Linked DNA regions of Mus musculus: region 1 is linked to region 2. Evidence: chromatin contacts called from public Hi-C data. All regions are on one chromosome and are shown on one strand. Each heading gives the region's core, a stretch centred on a gene start, on an enhancer-like site or on the middle of the called end of the contact. The rest is flanking DNA. Distances are from core to core; before and after follow the strand shown. Region 1 overlaps Gm39436 (predicted gene, 39436). Region 2 has its middle 75 kb from the start of Gm24957.

What was found. Hi-C and Micro-C count contacts between places; a contact is called where the count stands out from the background.
Region 1: a Hi-C map of cerebral cortex shows a contact between it and region 2, with 2.6 times the contacts expected there. The contact joins two enhancer-like sites. A contact is called at or near these places in 2 of 484 Hi-C or Micro-C datasets (both in cerebral cortex) and 1 of 115 datasets of contacts at active chromatin or transcription factors (VIP interneurons).

The regions. Positions count from the first base shown.
Region 1 is chr9:113,339,675-113,342,374 of GRCm38.p6, forward strand. The region is part of intron 4 of Gm39436 (predicted gene, 39436); the gene reads right to left. Among named protein-coding and RNA genes, the nearest start is that of Gm39436, 18 kb to the right of the region's middle. Within about 2 kb of position 1,352, at least 19 of the 459 cell types and tissues checked have an H3K27ac peak or open chromatin away from gene starts, as enhancers often do. A contact at or near this core is called in VIP interneurons and cerebral cortex, where this site is marked.
Region 2 is chr9:112,446,383-112,449,110 of GRCm38.p6, forward strand. No RefSeq gene overlaps it. Among named protein-coding and RNA genes, the nearest start is that of Gm24957, 75 kb to the right of the region's middle. Within about 2 kb of position 1,254, at least 19 of the 459 cell types and tissues checked have an H3K27ac peak or open chromatin away from gene starts, as enhancers often do. A contact at or near this core is called in VIP interneurons and cerebral cortex, where this site is marked.

The DNA.
Region 1 (2,700 bases), core at 102-2,601, 890 kb after region 2:
ATCTCCTGTAATATCATGCTTTCTAGGTCCACTCATTTCCCTGCAAAGTTCGTAATTTTATTTTGCCCTTGTGACTAAATAAAATTCTACTGCCAATCATTTTAAGAAGCCCACCTTTCCTTTATCCATCCCTTACAGAAATGTGCTTTAAGGTGCTATGAAAACAGAGAAATTTTTTTTGGCACCATGATAGCAAACTTAAAACCAGAAGAAAGTTTTATAGGTCACCTGGCATCTTGTTTAATTTTTCTTGTCAACCTGACACAACACAGGGCACTCCTGGAAGGAGGAAGCCTCATTGAAGAACTTCCCAGCTCAACTTCATCTGTGGCTATGTCTAGGGGTCATGATCCTGGTTGCTAATTAATATAGGAGGGCCCAGCCCACCATGGGCAGCACCATTCCTAGGCAGGTGGTTCTGGGCTCCACAAGAAAGCCAGTGGGCTGAAGTAAGTAAGCAACCTTCCTCCATGGTCTCTGCTTATGCTTCTTGCTCTGTCTCTGGTTTTCAGTGCCTGTCAGGATCCTCCATCTACCAGCTGCTCTACTGAGCAACTTCCTCCGATCAAGGAGCTCTCAGTGTGTGAGTCATCAGGAGCATCATCCCACCTTCAACGTGTTTTGTTTCAGTGCACTTCCTTACTGCTCGTCCAGCAGCATCTGAACAACATGACTGCTAGAGATAATGTATAAAGGCATTGTAGAAAGCACCAGCAACACCCTCATTTGTTCATTTATATTTTTTATACCTAGTTTATTTGTGTGTATGGACCACGCGAGCATGTGTGTGCTCTCTCATGTGTGTGGGTGTGCAAGTTCCACAGTGCATGGAAAAGTCAGAGGACAGCTAACGAGTAGTCAGTCAGTTCTCTCCTTCCAACCACATAAGTCCAATGGGTCGTCAAGCTTGGCTGCAGTTGCTTTGACCCACAGAGCCGTTTCACCAACCTTCATTTGGCTAACAAATAATTCATGAGCACCTTGTACATGCTAGATACTGTTCCAGCCACTGGAGATAATGCTGACCAAGAAAAGTCCCCTGTCTCAGGAAGCTGACCCTGCCTTCAGAGAAACCAGTCATAGGCATAGGATGTCAGAAGATGACGACCATTGTGAAAAAAAAAATCAAGCAGGCTAAGAGAAGCAGTGCAGAGAGGATGGGACCCAGGGATGGTGCTTTATTTCAAATCCTCAAAGATAATCTCTCTCCGAGGAGGTGACATTTGAATAGAAACAAAATGGAATGCCAGACAAGCACTCTCGTCTGGGGAAGAAAACAGTGTGGGCAGGGAGAATGGAAGGTGGGAGGGAATCAGTGAGTCAGAGAGTCAGGAGGAGGCCAAGTGTGGACAGAGAGCCTCCCTTTGCTGCCCTTGGAGGCGGAGAATGGGCAGACCCAAAGCACTAAAGTGTTCAGTGAGGAGTCTTCAGAGAATTTGGAAACAGCCACGTGGTGGCACCCCCGAGGATTTTGAAGAGTTGCATGGACAGCTCCAGGCAAGGAGGCTGCTGAAGAAACAAGCCAGTAAGGAAGCAACTGAAGTAATCATGACAGCGAGCAGTGAGAGGAGAAGGAGCCACACTCTGGGAATCGCTTTGGAAGTGGGCACACCAGCTGAGAGGTGAACAGGAAGTCACGCTTGGCTCTACCACTTTGACCCAAGAAACAGAGTATAGTGAGAAAGTTGTGGCCAGGGTGAATCAGGCAGACAGAAAAGAACGTCCATTCTGATTGGGGACACAAGCTTGACAGAGCCGGCCTTTGGGTAGAGACTGGTGCTGACTTTTTTATTTGTTTTGTTTTGTTTTTTCGAGACAGGGTTCCTCTTTCAAGTTTGGTCCTCCTAAGAAAAGTTGACACAAGGCAGCACATTCAAAAATCATCACACATGTGACTTGTCATCAAAGCCATGAGCACCTCCATGATCAAACTTCTGGATTTTTCTAAGTAGCTACATTTGATGCACTGGTTGATAGGATCAGAATATAGAATAATCGAAACCTCTATCTCAAGAGCCCATATTGCCAAACCAGAAAGGCTTCCAAACCTACACAAAATCATTTTACTAGTTCTACTCATGGAATCAGACAAATATGAAGTATGTGTGAGCATGAAGAGGTAAAGGTGACCGAGGGAGGGGATTTAGACCAAAACCACCTAGAGGTGTACAGTAGGGTATACCCAGTGGCAACTCATACACACAGAGAGGCATATGGAAGGATAGGTGCAAGATGACTATGGATAGATGGATAGACAGGCAGACAGACAGACATGGGCAGGCAGACTTGCAATGGGCATGGATACTTGATTTGCCACAAGGAATATGTCCATTTCAAGATTCTGCCCCCCGTTGTCCTCATTTAACTCAGTACTTTCAAATTTATCTTCCTGTGTCTATTCCTTGCTTGTCCCAACCCAAAATTCCATTTTTAAGCTCACTCTTGTCAACCAGACTTGCAAGAGCAGTATTTTATGCGCTAACTTGTGATCTGTTATTACTTTCAAAGATGACACTGGGTTTCTCACCTGGTGTGCTCCAGAATGACAGAAAAGAGGCCTCTAGTGGGGAAACGAGATTTTCATAGTTTAAACCCTAAAAATAACAGTCCTATAACACTGAATCTCATTACCAAGCAGCAAGTGCTGTCAATGCTCTTCATCGCTGGTGTTCACGAGACACATCCCAGAGCCCACGTACT
Region 2 (2,728 bases), core at 4-2,503:
CTGAGTTAAGCTCCTAGCTGAGAATTTTAGAGAACATGCATTCCAAACTCTCCCTGAAGAATTTCTGTTCATCCCAGTCTCTTTAAGGCATTGGTGGGGTTTACAACTTATTTGGCTTACTTCTCACTTGCCTTCTACATAGATTAGTGTTCAGGCTTCCAAAGGTATCCCTCCAAAATGTACATACTTAAACACAGGCAGCACCTCAGACCTGTCAAACAAACTCCTATGCTAATGAGATTTGCTTGAACTTCTCTGAAGAGATTTTTCTTAAGCCCTTGAGAGTCACAGATCATAGTGGCTGGAGGCATGTAGCATGGTGGCTAACATATTCTAGAGTCTGTCAAAGCTTATACCCTTTACCATGTAAAAGCAGTGACTCCTGTAACAGCTACAAATGCTGAAAATAACAAAAGACCTAAGAGTAGCTTGGGATTCCTTGTAAGCAAGCGAAAACAATTATTGTTAATTTTTCATGTCTACTCTACTTTGGGAAGTGCTGAGCTAAATTATTCTTGCGAGTCACACTGTCCATTTTCTTCCTTTACTGAGTCAATTTTGGTTTCTCATTTTAAAGCTCCTGTCAAAATGAAGTCTGTTATCAGTATAAAGCTGCGGATTTATTTTTTTGTCAGGAAGGTAACCGATGCAGTGACCCTTTGCAAACTCAACCATAGACGGTCTTGTCTTACTCTGACTCCTGCTGAGCTATGCTGGGCCTGGAACACCAGGAGTCTCCCTGTGCTGTGTCTCCTGATCCTCTTTTTGTGGTGTGCATAGTTTTGAGCTGATATGCTTGAACAATTTTGGGCTGATATGCTTGAACAGTGGAGGAAGGGATATTCTGTGTGGGGCTCCTAATAACCTTGAAGAATCCAGCATTTGAGGTAAGGAGATACAGATAGAACCCAGGGCCTTATGCATGATAGTCAAACAGTAAACAGCTATATTGTCAGTCTTTAAAAATATAAAAATGCTTTTAACAGACAAGTAATAGCTGTCTATTTATAGTTCTGTGTGATATTTTTATCTATGTATACATTGTAGAGAGTCAGCCAAGCTGATGAATATATAGCCATCACCTCTTTTGTTGTTGAGGAGAATATTTAAAATGAATGCCTCTAGCATTTTATGAAGCACACAATAGACCATTATTAAAATTGGTGAGCATGTGGTGAAGCAGATAACTGACACCCAGCAGGGACAGATTTAATGGAGCTGCTGAGCTTGGCCTGTTGCCCTGTATCTTCCAGTTCTACAGAGAGCATGGATCTGCAGCAATGGCAGAGAGAAGGGCTGCTGTGCTTTGAATGTGAGTTCTGTACAAAGGCTTGTGTGTTTGAATACTTGGTCTCCAGTTGGTGGCGCTGTTCAAGGTTGGGAAACTCGAGGAGGCAGAGCTTTGTTGGAGCACATGGGCCACTCTGGTGCTAGGGCAGGCTTGAGGCTTTCTAACAAAGCCTCACTTCCTTTTCACCCCCTACTTCCTGAATGTGGATGCAGTGTGACCAGAAAGTTTTTTTGTTTCTGCTGTCTTGTCTTCCCCCACCATGATGGGCAGTTTTCCTAGGGGACTGAGCCAAAATGAGCCCTTTATCCCTTGTCACAGCAACAAGATAGCAACAAAGACAGAAGTGTCCACCTCCTCCCCTCCACCCTGACTGAGATTGTCTGTAGCTAGCAAAATAAAGGACAAAAACACAAACAGAATCTTCAAACAAAGAAGGAAGTAAACACAAACAAATACCTGCAAGCAGTCATCTCCCATCAAATATTCACAATTTAAACTCTGGGGCGCACACTCCTCTACTCACCCTCGATGCTGCCAGTGTCAGGGAAAGGGAGTAAGTTCTTGTACCACCAGGAGCTTGCAAGGCCCAAACAACAGGAATTATACCTGTTCTTAGAAAACTAGACTGACATAAGGAATGAATGGTGAGATGGGAGTAGGATGGGGTACAGAAAGATAGCTCGCCTACAAAAATCTAAGAAACTGACAAAAGTGTAGTCATGAAGACAAGCAAGGTTTTAATGCAATAGTTAAAAATCTGGCAACAATGGAAAGGGAGGCCCTTGGTCCTGTGAAGGCTCAATGTCTCAGTGTAGGGGAATGCTAGGGTGGTGAGGCAGGAGTGGATGGGTGGGTGGGGGAGCCCCCTCATAGAAGCAAGGGAAGGGGCTATAATATGGGGGGGTGTGGAGGGGAAACTGGGAAGGGGGATAATGTTTGAAATGTAAATAAATGAAATAACCAATAAAATGTATTTAAGAAAATCTATAATGAATCAAATATCAAAGTGTTCAATGAAGGCAAAATGAACATTGCTGAATTTCCATTGCCTTAGGCTCTACTGTGGTTAGGGGCAACACCATGAGAAGACATGAGATATGGCTGTGATAGTTTGAATTAGGTTAACACAGATAATTAATAGCTTCTATCAGACCAATGGTTCTCAAGCTTAGCAAATTTAAGAAGCATATATTTAGCTGCGGTATAGTTACTGATCAAAATTTACAAAAGAACATCTTCCCAGTAGTCTTTGAGATGCATCCACGTTCAAGACTTCCCTAAGCAAAGATGGAGGCAGAAAAGGGAAAAAGCAGATTGTATTTGGCACGTGCCCCTCTCTTTTATAGGATTTTTTAATGTCGATTATGGCTTTAGAACTTGATAGTTTTCTTACAGTTTGATTTCTGAATGGTTCTAGTTCAGCAAGGGGGGAAGATT